2 separate regions of the Mus musculus genome follow, and region 1 is linked to region 2. The links are chromatin contacts, called in public promoter capture Hi-C maps. All regions are on one chromosome and are shown on one strand. The core of a region is the stretch at or near the end of the contact, and the rest is flanking DNA. Distances in the headings are between cores, read along the strand shown. Region 1 holds the start of Kcnq4 (potassium voltage-gated channel, subfamily Q, member 4). Region 2 has its middle 28 kb from the start of Gm8439.

The links. Promoter capture Hi-C pulls out the DNA fragments that hold promoters and counts their contacts.
Region 1: a contact with region 2 is called in a promoter capture Hi-C map of embryonic stem cells, with 8 read pairs. The contact joins the promoter of Kcnq4 here to the enhancer-like site in region 2. A contact is called at or near these places in 3 of 39 promoter capture datasets (cranial neural crest and embryonic stem cells), 6 of 484 Hi-C or Micro-C datasets (the CH12 cell line, embryonic stem cells, immediate neuronal precursor and 2 more), 1 of 115 datasets of contacts at active chromatin or transcription factors (neural tube) and 2 of 9 other capture datasets (adipose tissue and pancreatic islet).

Annotation. Positions count from the first base shown.
Region 1 is chr4:120,746,143-120,753,247 of GRCm38.p6, reverse strand. Kcnq4 (potassium voltage-gated channel, subfamily Q, member 4) reads left to right here and starts at 5,849. Exons shown (of 14, transcript NM_001081142.3): 1 at 5,849-6,388. The coding sequence starts at 6,072.
Region 2 is chr4:120,613,756-120,620,011 of GRCm38.p6, reverse strand. No RefSeq gene overlaps it. Among named protein-coding and RNA genes, the nearest start is that of Gm8439, 28 kb to the right of the region's middle. Within about 2 kb of position 4,016, at least 99 of the 459 cell types and tissues checked have an H3K27ac peak or open chromatin away from gene starts, as enhancers often do. A contact at or near this core is called in embryonic stem cells and pancreatic islet, where this site is marked.

The sequences.
Region 1 (7,105 bases), core at 4,600-7,099, 130 kb before region 2:
GTCCAAATGTCTTTATTTTGCCCTTTGATTTAAACAACAGCTTGGCAATAGATGGAGATGAAGGTTCACAATTCTTTGCCCTCAGCACTCTGAAGATGGTCTTCCACTGTCTTTTGGCATCTGTTGTTGCTGATGAGAAGTTTACTGTCAGTTCAATTATTGGACCTTTGTAGATAAGTGATCTTTTCTCTCTGGTGGCTTTTAGAATTTCCTCTCTATTCTTGATATTCTTCACTTTTGCCTAAAGGTGTTTAGATGTAGGTTTTTGTTTTTGTTTTGTACTGTCTTATTAGGCAGTCTGTAGATCATCAAACTAGAAACTCATATCTCAGTTCTTGAAAAAGCTTGGTCACCTTTCAGTATCTCCTGAGTGATGACACACATACTGGAGATTCCCATTTGTTTTGTGATATCTCTTCTTTCACATGTTTAATTCCCTTATTCTGAACCTCAATCTGGTAGATTTTCCCAGTTCTAACTTCTAATCTACTGATTCTCTCTTCAGCTTTATTTACTAAGTTGCCCATTGAGTTTGTTATTTTTCAATGTCAATGGCCTTAGTTCCTTAAAAATTCAAGATTAGTTGTGTTCATTTCTGCTGTGTGTGTCTGTTTGGTGTCTTTCTGGATTTGTTTTATAGATGCTGATCCTTTATCTTCTTGGAGATTTTTAACTGTATCAGACTTCTTTCAGACTGTCCCATTTTCTCTTGGTCTTTAGATAAGATACATAGCAAGACCCTGTCTTGAAAACAGTCCAGCATTTATCTCCCACACCTAACATTTCAAGGAAAAGCTTCTATTGATATTTGATGAGGTTTGAGGTCAGAGACCAGGAAGGCTCCAGAAGCCTGAGATAGCTTAAGATCAAGCTTGCCCTAGAAGTGCTGCTCTCTGTGCCTCTCCATGTTGTCTCTGAGCCTCTCACCTCTTGTAAGACCCCCTGAACTCATACCTCCTACCAAATATTAGCCATCCCTTTTCTAACTCTCCTCCCTTGCACTCATGGTTTTCAGTCCCTCCTACTCTCAAGATCTGCCTCCTACCCTGTTTATTTTGCCAGGAGAGCTAGCTAGCTTGCTTGCTTGATGTGTCTGTTTGTGCTGAGGTTTGAACCCAGGTCCTTGTACCTGCTAGGCAAGCGCTCTGCCGCTTAATACATCCTCAGCCCTGGTTTTGTGTTTTATTTGGAGATGAGGTCTCACTAAGTTGCCCAAGCTTGCTTTGAACTCCAGCACTTGTGATCTCCCAGCATCAGCCTCCTGAGTAGCTGGAATGACAAACACGAGCCTCCAGGTGACACTTGGTGACTCAACATCCCTTCCTCTACACTCCAACTGCTCTACTGCCCCAGTGACTTTTGCTGAGACCGAGGAGCTGCCAGAAGATGGCCCAGGACCACGGCCATCTTCATGGCCAGCTCTCCAGCAGCTAGGGAAGAAGGAAGATTCCCATGGGCAGAGGAGGAGCCTGCGAGTTAGGAATGGATTTGACCTTCGTTTCCACACCCCCTTCTCTTTCTTTGTCTTGTTTAGGTGACCCCCTCCCTGCCTTTGAGCCTTAAAATCAATGGAGGTTTACATTCACCGAGCTCAGACACACTCCTCTCTGAGCTTCTCCCCATGTCTGTGGCTCTGAACTGTCTGGCCAAACAAGCTTGTCTAGGGGAGCAGATGAGTGGTCTGCTCAGATCTGGGAGAAGGGGCTCCTTAGCTCTCTCCGGTTCTTTGAATCCCTTTTGTCCGTAAGCCTCCTGTCCGTTCTGGACTGTCTAGGGAGTAGAGAGAAGGCCTCTCTACATCCCTCAATGGCTTCCTGCTATTGCCCTGTGAGCACCTTCTGCCAGTTCTCACATGAGCAGTAAGAAGTATCTCCTATTTGTACAGCCTCTGCTGACCTGTGCCTTCCGGCATTGCTATGTCTGGCCCTCTTGAGCCCTCCTCTGCTCTGGACCACGGCTCAGGCCCCATCTGCTATCCAGACTCTTGAGCCTCTGCTGTTAACCACATTTCTTCTTTCTTCCCTGTGCCCTAGAACACCCTCCCTGACCCAGGCCCTGGCTACTCTCACACACTGTAGCCTAATGCTCTATTGGGCAAGTCTCCACCCAGCCTGAGGCTGCCTGACAGGTATGGATCTCCTGAGCTCCCAGCATGTTTGGGAGATGCTGAAAGAGAAGAAGCAGCAGTTTTGTGGAGCTGTGGGCCATAAAACTTATTCTCCAAGTCCTCTTCATTCCTGTCCTAAAGAAGGCTCATTGGCCTTCTCTCGTTGCCAGTGACAGCTTCTCCCTCCTTGGGCCCTCTAGCAATCCAGCAGCTGTAAGAAAACTCAGGAGAAAATTAAGTGTTGGCACACACTGGTAATCCCAGCACTGGGAGGCAGGCAGGTGGATTGTCGCAGTTTCAAGAGCACCAGGACTATGTAGGCAGCTGCACAGGGAGACCATCAGAGAGATAGGGAAGAAATAGGCAGGTGGGAGGAGCCTGGAGCCCCTCACCTCAACCATTCTTTACCACCTTATGATTCTGTCTGCTAAAAGAAAAAGAAAGAAAGAAAGAAAGAAAGAAAGAAAGAAAGAAAGAAAGAAAGAAAGAAAGAAAGAAAGAAAGAAAGAAAGAAAAGAAAGAAAGAAAGAAGAAAGGGACTCCTGGTGCTGACAGTGGCTGAAAACTGCTGAGTGCAGTCAACCCTCCCACTCCAGCAAGGAATCCGAGCCGTGAAATGACCTGAGGTCATAACAGGAGTCAATACCAGGGATGAAGCTACCCCCAAGAACCAAGGTGCCAGCCACTTCTAGACCTTGATCCTCTCAGATCTGGGCATCCTACCCCCTGGCAGGAGCCAGTGCTAGAGACTCAGAATCATCTCTTAGAATTCCTTCTCCTTGGCACTCAGGGCCTAGGAGTTCTGGGAAAGTGCAAGCCAGTGAGGGCGTGAGCTCCCTGCCTGGTTGTCTCTCCTTGGGTGAGTGTCCCTACCTCTCAGCCCATTTCCCACAAAGCACCGGACTCTGTTCTTTGTAAAGGAGAGGATCTGGCCCCCAGCTGGTGCTCAGCAAATGGGAACCCTCTCCCTCCCCACCCTTCCTCGCAATCAATACCTGCTCCATTGATGGATGATGGAGACAGTGATGGATTACAGCAGATCAGGGAGTTGGCCTGTTCTTATACAGCCCTGGAAACTCAAGAGCCAGGGAGAAACATGGGTCAGGGGATGAGCTCAGAAGACTAGGCAGGGTTCCCAAGGAGCTGAGGAAGCAGAGTTGAGGAAGTTGCAGAGGGTGGAGTCAAGGGCATAGATGTGGGAGTTAGAGAATGGTGTGTGGAAAGCCATAGCATACCCCACCTCCCTCCAGTAGGGAGGCTAGACCTGGGAGCCAGAGACAGCTGTTTGCTCAGAAAAGTGTCTTAGTCACTAAAGCCTGCTGTGGGGAAAGTCCGTTCTCTGTCATGTCCTGGGAATCCGGATGGGCACAGGAAGGCCACTGAGTAACACTCAAGAGTAGCCACCTGTCCTCTCTGGACTCTCCTCTGCCTCCTACACACACACACACACACACACACACACACAAACACACACACACACACACCACACCCTAGGAAGAACTCTCTCTTGTCTCCCTCCTCTTACTATCAATGCACATGACCCTCCACGAGGTGCTGACCTTCAAAGATAGCCTCTGGGACCTCTGTAGGTGCTTCTGAAATCTAGCTTCCATCCCAACAGGAACTACAGTTCTCTTACCTTCCCCCAGCCTTGGATGGGGTAATATAGGCCATGAACTGGAAAAAATGACGAGGACCCTCTCCTGCGGAGTTCCATTCACAGAGAGAAGGGAAGCTTGGCAATCACCCACACGAGAAGGGGAGCATGGGTTCATAGGTGGCACTCAACTGGAGGATCAGATTTCCCAGAACAGACCCAATTTTAGATATCCCAAGTGCTGATAAGGGCAACCTGAATTCAAGTTCCGTTTCAGCTAAGATCAAAGCCTCAAAAGACCCCAGCAGCCACTTTCCGTTGTGTAATTTGAATTCTTGACTTGAGTCCCATCCCTGGGCCTCTGATTGAGAACTTGCAGTTTACCAGTCAGGAGAGACAATGCCATATATGGGGTGGGGGATATACGGGCTTCAGCTTATAGGGAGAAGATAGCTATATCTAGCCCTGGCACTTGCAACCATAGTGCGCACCCCCCCCCCGCCCCCAAGTCTAGAAACCTTCAGTTCTCAGTAGGTCAGGGCATGACCTATGCAGGAGCACTGCGCACTCCCAGCACCAGCAGCAGTGGGAGAGATTCAGGTCAGACCCCAGAATGCATCCCAGCTGGGCAGGAGGGTAAGGGTCGCTAGGGGTTGGGGTACAGGCTGCCAAAGGTAGCTTGGGAACTTCGAATCCTACCCACCCTCACGGTCCATAGCCCTCCCTCCAGCCCTCCCGCTCTGGCGCTCAGCAGATCAATGCTGCCTTTGCTGACAGCTGAGAATCGAGCTTGCAGCCCGCCCCCCCCTTCCAGCTAGCTGTGTCCCCCGAGATCCTCCCCGAGGAGTGAAGAAGAGTTTGCTGCGGAAGCGCTTCACCCTGGGGCAGGGCCTGCGGAGGGAGCGGGAGCGTCTGGTTTGGCCATCGCTTTAGGCTGGGGAAGAAGGAAGGAGGGCCAGCAAACCCGAATCATCACCTAGTACACGGTCAGGAGGGCGAGGGAAAAGGGGCCAGACAGCTCACAGCGGAGACGGAGGTCAGGCACCGAGAACTTTTTGCTGGAGAGGGGTGCTCCTAGAGAAAGTCCTGGTGGGGTGCTATAGGCCTTTGGGAGTGCTCTGTCCGTTCCCCTAATACTGGCCCCTAGTACGTTTATTTCTATACTTCTATCTGCCCTAAACAAGCTTTTCTGGGCTAGAGTGGGAGAAGGGGGTGGCGGGTGTGAATCCCACGGAGCGGAGATGGAGTGGGGAGATGAGGGCAGGTACGTAATCAGGGAGGGAGCGTCCCCTCTGCTCAGGGTGATCAACTGGGGTCTCCTCCTTCATCAACAAGACGGGAGGAGAGACGCATCTGGGCACAACTGTGAGCTACACCACCCCACACATCTCTCGATAGCTGTAGGGCACCGGGCCCTTCAAGTAACAACAGCAGGAGGAACGGAAGCTGCTGTCCCAACTTCACTCGGCCCTCAGCGCATTTTAAACACCCTGCACTAGAAACCGAGGGCACGACCCGACGGGCACACCTCCTCGCTTACATTACCCATCGCGCTGTACTGCCCGGTTCTGCACACTCTTCTGTACTCTCATCCATCTATCTATCCACCCACCCACCCACCCACCCATCCATCCATCCATCCACCCACTCACTCTGAACCCACGCAGACCCACGGCTGGCTAGCCAACTCTCACAAGTAGGCACTTCTCTGGACACAAACACCTCCACTCTACAATGTAAGTGTCCCTCGAGCTACCGCGGCCACAACTCCACACTCCACGCTCCACTTTCCACAACCACTCACCAGGCGTCCCAACCTCCCTCCCCAGAGCGGGCCACCAGGGCCACACCACTCGTACACGCCCGGCCTCGGGGCCCGGCGCGCTGCCCGCGCCACGCGCTCGGGGCCGGGACACACCGACTGGGCGGACCGCGCGCCCTGCTCCGCCGCGTCCGACCCGGGTCCCCCTCCCGGTGCTCTTCTCTCTCGCTCCCTCCCCGATTTGGGAAGGCGGCCGCGGGGCGGGCGGGGGAGGGGCGGGGCGGGGCGGGGGAGGGTGACATGTGAGCGGCGCGCCGGCGGCAGGTGGAAAGGCGAGCGGCATGGAGCGCGTAATAAGAGAGTTGGAGTCGGAAAGAGCCGCCCCAGTCGCCGGGGAAGCGGGCGGTCAGTACGGGCTCCCGCGGCCCCGAGGCTCCGAGCGACCGCCTCCGGACCCCGCACGGACCCGGCCTGGTCCCTAGCCCCCGCCGCCTGCGTGCGCGCCCAGGGTCGCCTCGCCGGCCCGGGGTTCGAGCCATGCGACTCTGAGCCGCCCGAGCGCGCCCCCGCCCCGCAACGCCCCGGTCCCCCGTCCGGCGCCGCCCATGGCCGAGGCCCCCCCGCGCCGCCTCGGCCTGGGCCCCCCGCCCGGGGACGCCCCCCGCGCGGAGTTGGTGGCGCTCACGGCCGTGCAGAGTGAACAGGGCGAGGCGGGCGGGGGCGGCTCTCCGCGTCGCCTCGGCCTTCTGGGCAGCCCCCTGCCGCCGGGCGCGCCCCTCCCTGGGCCGGGCTCCGGCTCGGGCTCCGCCTGCGGCGGCCAGCGCTCCTCCGCCGCGCAGAAGCGCTACCGCCGCCTGCAGAACTGGGTCTACAACGTGCTGGAGCGGCCCCGCGGGTGGGCCTTCGTCTACCACGTCTTCATGTAAGTTGGAGCCCCCGCACCCCTTGACGTGCCCCGGCTCTGACCCCGCATGAGCCAGACTCCTTGGGGACCGCCACCCCGCGCTGGCTCCACCTCTCTATCCTATTGCCCCGGGGCAGACCCTCACTCAGTTCCCCTCTTGGGCCTGTGCCCCCTTTTCGGTCTCCCAGCCTGACCTAACCCCTGATCTCCCAGCCTTGACCCCTGTTGCCCTGGCGTCTAACCTCTTCTGCCTGCTCTCCTTACTTTCATCCTGATCGCAGAGCCCCACTGCTCTGATCCGTCATTCAGCTTCTTGCTCTTCTCTGCTTTACCAAGTCCGAAGCCGCTAAAGTGGGACTCTCCTTATCTTTTGTTCACCTCACCCTCCCTGTGTCCCAGACACAGAAGACCCTAGCCCCTACATTATTTTTCTCCCCTCAGGCTCTGTAGTTATGTTGTGCTCCCACCTGGTCCCCTTGGAGATTTCTCTCTTCAGAGACAGGCTGTACCCAGATCAGGGCTGTCTAGGGTCCCTATGGCTCTGACAGGCCTGTGTGCTGTTTCCAACTTTATCCGTGTCTTCTTTAGTCTTGCTCCGCACCCTCAACTTCGAAGTACCCAAGGCAGCAGGCTGCCCTGCCTGCCCTGCCCTGTCCTGCCTTGCCCTGAAGGCTGGGCCCAGCTCTCCTGCCTTGCTGGCCAGCTGTACTAGGCCTGGCTCTGAGCATGGGGAAA
Region 2 (6,256 bases), core at 2,767-5,266:
TGCTCCCATTCACTTTCTGGGCCAGGAGGCAGCTCTGTTTTTGCAGAGGTAGCTATACTAGGCACCAGAGACCGCTGCCTGAGCAGAGGGGCGGACGCATACCTCCATCTGTCACATACATACTTACCACATGGCTCAGTCCCCATCGTGATGTTTGGTGCACAGCTGGATTCTAACCTGATGAGTTCACTACAGGAGATGGAAAGTCTTCCATGGCTGTGGGAACTTTGTTATCTCAGGACTCCACGTGGCTTGGTGGTTCATATCCCCAGAACGGGAGAAGCACGAGAGATACAGAGGAGATAGTGGACCCCTGAGGTTAGTGCTGAGAAGGGCCAGTGCCCCTGGTCACGTGATGGATGGACTAGATGAGGGCAGAAGCATGTTGAGAGGGAGCTGGAAAGAAGAGAGCCAGAGATGGCCGGTGCCGACCTCACTGTCTGGCAGTGAGGGTGGGACAAGCAGGACTGTGGGCAAAATGCCGATGGGTACCAAAAGTGTTCTCTGCTCAGCATCTTTTGTGACAGTGAGCACGGCCATGGAAGAGGGGAAGAGGAAGACTCTGGAGTGAGGGGTTTTCTGGTTAGATTTCTGAGGGGTGGGGGCTGCACTTTGCTGCTGTTCAGATGGCTCAACCCCAGGTACAAGGAAGAAAATTAATGGAGATGGGTGTGGACCTGAGGCTTCATTCAGTGCACTACCATGGAAGTGCTCTGTTAGCTGCTGTGTTCACAGTGAATCAGGAGGCAAGGGAGGCCATACATATATAAGCATATAGCCTGGAGCAGTGGTTCTCAGCCTTCCCAGTGCTGTGGTTCCTCATGCTGTGCTGTCCCATCCATAAAATTATTTTCCTTGCTACTTCGTAACTGTGATTTTGCTACTGTTATGAACTAAAATGTAAATATCTGGTATGCAGGATACCTGATCCGTGACCTCTGTGATAGAATTTGTTTGACCCTACCATTCCAAAGGGGGTGTGACCCACAGGGTGAGAACCACAGGCCTAGAATTTTGGACAGTAGATAGGAAATTGTTGCCGTGGGAGGGTGACTGGGCATGCATTGCCAGCCCACCAGGGCCTGTTGGGTAGGGTGGGTATGGATTACAGTAAGATCCAACGGCACAGGCAGTCCAGCCGCTCCTTGGACCACTCCATCAGGAAAGGCAGGAGAGAAGGTCACCTAAGAAAGATGACTGCAGCAAGCAGAGGCTCAGGCAAGGACCTTTTCAGCCCCTCCTTGTACTCTTTGTAGACCTGATAACTGGGGCTACAGTGTTTTCTTCTAACTCCCCTGACTGGCCATCAAACACCCACATCTACTTCCAAGGGGCCAATTTTGGCTCTAGTTCAGAAAAAGAGCTAACACAAGCTGCCCTAGAGATGAGCCGTCCTCTCTCCCTAGAGGTGTGGGACCTATGCCCTCAGAGGATTAGCGGCAGCTGAGACTGGGGTGTTGGAGAGAGGACTACTGTTCGTTGACTGCGGAGTCTCAGATCCACGAGGGACTTGGGGCTCAGTCACATTCTAGTTAGACGGAGTCTGCAAGCCCACCCGTGTCTTTGAGCCTCGGTTTCCTGATCTGTAAAGTGGTTGCTGGGATCCCGTGTGTGCAGGCTCCTCGTGCATCCAGCACAGGAAGTTCATGGCAGAGTAAGCTTTGCTGTGTCTCTGCAGTCCTTCCAGGTCTCAGATTGAGCACAGGTTAGGGCAAGGAAGCAGGGAGAGCAACAGGAGCTGGGCTGGCATAGGTGGCTCGCCAAGGAGATGAAGGTAAGACCCCCTTCCCTAGCTGCTGGCCTCTCCCTGTGGCCATATACATGTGGTCCTGCCCTGACACACATCAGCCTTGCCCATGGGGCAAGGTGCTCACCCTCTCTGCACAGTAGGTGATGGAAAACATCTTTCTTATATCCCAGGCATGTATAGAAAACAAGCTGTCTGCATGCAGATTCTCATACTCGAGAATACGTGTGCATACACAGACACACACACACACACACACACACAGACACACACACACACACACACACACACACACTGTGACCAGATTCCTGTCTGCAGTGAGGGTTCAGTTCCCCTGGTTTCAGATGAGGAAATAGAACTTCAGTTCAGGTTGGAACTCAGGCTTGGGTGTTCATCTGCTGCACCCAGGGCTCTTTCTTCAAAGCTATGCTTGATGGTAAGGTAGGCCCAGTGGCCATCCACAAGCAACTGTAGACAAATCCTCATTCCCAAGTCCCAGAGTCTCTGAAGGTTCCCATTATTCTTTATTATTTAAACACGCACACACACCCCACCCTTTCCTGCATGTGTGTACTCACAGGCTCAGGCTCAGGTGCCTGCAGAGGGCAGAAAAGGATGCTGGATATCATGGAGCTAGGGTTACAGAAAGTTGTGAATCAGTCAGCGTGAGTGCTGGGAGCTGAGCTCCTGTACTCCGGAAGAGCCTCACCAGCTCTTTTTTTGTTTGTTTGTTTTTTGGGGTTTTTTTGTTGTTTTTGTTTTCAAGACAGGGTTTCTCTGCGTAGCCCTGACTGTCCTGGAACTCACTTTGTAGACCAGGCTGGCCTCGAACTCAGAAATTCGCCTGCCTCTGCCTCCAGAGTGCTGGGATTAAAGGCGTGTGCCACCGCCCGGCGCTTCACCAGCTCTTAACCACTGATCCCTCTCTCCTGAGCACATGCCTTTTAAAAGTCAGAGATTGGGCCTGGCAGTGCTAGCACACACCTTTAATCCCAGCACTTGGGAGGCAGAGGGATCTCTGAGTTCAAGGCCAACCTGATCTACAGAGCAAAGTTCCAGGACAGCCAAGGCTATACAAAGAAACTTTCTCAAAAACAAAGAAAGATTTTGGAGTGACAATGTGGCATTTTATACCTCTGCTAGTGGCAAGTTTGGAAACAATGTTCTCCTGTCATGCACAGGGCTCTGAGGAAGGCCCTGAACCAGAGAGGGAGAATGGCGGCATGGCTGGTTTTTCTCAAGCAGCCTGCAGCCACCTGCTTGGGTGCTCAGGGACACAGGTGTAGCTCCCCTGGAGCCAAAACAATGCTTCAAGGCTCGCCTAGCCCAGGACTCTGTGTTCCCACCTGCTGCCCAGGTCCCCACCCCAGCATGCCTGGCTGCGCCCCAGGAAGCAAGGCAAACAAGCTTCCATTGATTCCCGTCCTGGCTAGGAGAATGCTCCTTTGTTGAGCTCCACACCTCTTCCTCTAGTGTCCGTGCCCACAGGACAGGTGTTCAGGATAGAGGCAGCCAGGCCGAGAGAGGAGAGCCTTTCCTAGGGATCCAAAAGAGAAGCCAAGGGCAGAATGTCTCCCCTCCCCCGCCGCCCCCCTCCCTGTGGCTTGTGTCCTTTTCTCGCCTGTCATTGTTCAGGCCTGGCACCCTTCTGTTGGACAGTGGAGCCCCAGGCTGTGTGTTTACCCCCCCCCCCCATCTTGAAAGCCTGCTGCTCCACCAGGTTATATCTGGACAGAAGCTCATGTGGTACTGAACGCCGTTTATCCTTGTCCACAGCCCTGTGACCAGCCTGGAACTCCATTCAGGGCAGTCTAGGAGAACAAAGTCCACTTAGACTTTAAAAGCTAACCTGGTCTCTTTCTCACCTCCCAACCCCCACTTGCTCTCTCACTGTGTAGCCCAGGCTGGCCTGGAAAGCCTGGGCTCCAGCCATGCCCACCTCCTCAGCCTTCTGAAAAGCTGGGGTTATAGGGCACAAGCACCATGCCTGGGTTTTCAGAGTTTAAATTTTTTTTTTTTAATTTTATTTTAGGGGGTCTGTGTGTGCCTGCGCGTAGAAGTCGGAGACCTTTTTATTTAGTCAGCTCTTTCCTTCTGCCTTCATGTCAGTTCTGGTGACCAAATTTAGGTCATCAAACTTCCCAGAAAGCCCTTTTATGCTCTGAACCACCTCACTGGCTGTTGGTTCTCTGGCACTCAAGCTCCTTAGCAGGCCTTCGCAGCACTCCCTAATTTGGGCATAAACCATCTCTCACATGCTCCTCCCGCTGGCCTTGACACTCCACTGTTCAGCCACCCACCTGCTTCACCCCTACTCACCAAGCATGCGCTGTGTACCATCATTGCTCAAGGGGCTAGATCTGCTTCAGGAAACCAGGCAACTCCACAACAGACTAAGGAACGTCATAACAGAGTGTGCGGGGTGCTGTAAGGAAAATCCCTCAGCTCAGGGAGTGGGTAGTATGATATATGTAGGGATCAGGGAGGGGACACTGTGTGAGGTGGCGCTGTGACAGAAGGAACTGAGAACCGAAGCAGGGAACAAAGGGCACAATGAAGTTTGCCTTCTCTGCTGAGTGACAGGAGCCTCCTAGCCTAAGTGTTCTGTGTGCTTGCCACCTCCAGGCTCCGCCCCCAGCCCCCGCCCCCAGCTCGGTGAAGCCCTTTCCAAGGGTATCCATCTCTCCCTGGCCTATCCAGGATCACACTGCAGCCTTCCTTATTTACTGACCTTGTCTCCCTCCTTCCAAACGCTAAGATGCTATCTCTGGTGGTGGACTTCGCCACTTAGAGGGTTCAGGTTCAGATTTCTCAGCGACTTGCTTAGTACCAGCTGTGGAGCCAGGCAGAGGCAACCTGATTCATCTTCAGTGCCCTTCCATAAGGTCTGGCTTATGGCCACTTTTACAGATGGGTATTCTGAGTGACTTCATGTCTAAAGAGTCGTGGGGATGGAATTGGAGTAGAAATTGTATGACCCTGGAGCCTAGCTCTGTTAACATTTTTTTTAAATAAGAAATTATATCATTTCCCCCCTTCAACCCTTCCCTCTTGTTCTAAAATTAATGTCCTCTTTTTTCTTTAATTGTTCACACACACACACACACACACACACACACACAGAGAGAGAGAGAGAGAGAGAGAAGGGGGGTATGCCCCATCATGCCCAGGTTATTCAATGCTGGGGACTAAATCCAGGGTTTCATGCGTGTTAAAGTAATTACCAAATGAGCTATGCCCCCAGCTTGCCCGCCCAATCTTAATGACCTGGAGTCACCTCCTTCTTTAGGCATGAGACTCTGGTCCTCAGATGCCCCGGCCTGACCCCAATCTTCTCCACCTTCTCTTCTATGGGACACTCCGCTTTTACACATTATCAAAGCAGACATTTCGCCTTCTGTTCCTTCCTGCCTGTGTCGTACCAGAGTAAAAGAGCACAGCCATGGCAGCCAGCTTGGGACAAGGCCATGCAAGAGTAGACACTGCCTTCCCCTTTCACGATGGGTTCCTGCCACGGGGCTCCAGAAGGAGAGCCAGGAGTCATCAAGCAGAAAGAACCAAGGCCCAGTGCTCATCAGAGTTGTGCACTGTAACTACCGCTGTTTCCCTGATGAATGTCGTGGGTGGGAATGACGTCTCAGAGTGAGAAGTGTCACAAAGGCCTTTGCTCTGGGCTCTCTTGCACCAGTCAGTTTTAAACTTTTTCTTTTGGGTTTAGTTCGGTATGTCAACGGCAATAACAGCCAACAGCAGCTGCTCTATCATCCAGCAAACTGAAACCGTCTCTCATCTTTCTGCTGACACCCTGAGGATGCCATTGTGAGTCTAAGACGGGTGAAGCAGTGTGCTAGAGGTCATCCAGATGGTTCTCCACGCCTGGCAAGCCCTAGCTCCCAGGCTAGTGGGCACCCAAGGCCTTGATCTCTACTAGCTCTGCCACCAGGTGTTGGGCTGCTTGATCACAGGCGGCAGGTGGGTAGAGGGACTTAGGAACCCCAACCCCTTAGAGAGAGTACAGTGCTGGGTCTGCTGTGCATCTCTGCTCACATTGCTTGCCCTCTCTGTGTTATCATGGCATCAACTGTGTAATGGAGTGATAAGTCCCCTCTCTTGGGCCTGCCCTGACAAGGATGCACAGTGATGTTTGTGTACATGCTTTGAACCTACAGTATATTATTATCTATTCCTGGAACTGTAGGAGAACCAGAAACCATGGGGGGGGGATGCTGGGATGGGCCTGCTCTAGGTAGAGAGAGGCAAAGTGAACCTATTGCCTAGCCGAGCTCACATGACAGGAGACCTGCTAAGTAGGTCAGCTTGCGGCAGGAAGAGCTATTCTGGGATCTGCTTGTCAGCGCAGTGCAGGGGCTGCGAGCAAAGCCTGGCTATTTCAGGGCCGCCAGAGAACAATGCTCAACAACTTTCACTTGGATCCTGGCCCTGCCTTTGTGGCTTGGGCCTGAGAGGCCAGAAGGCCCTCATGAACTCAGGGCCAGGGCTCTTCGTGAG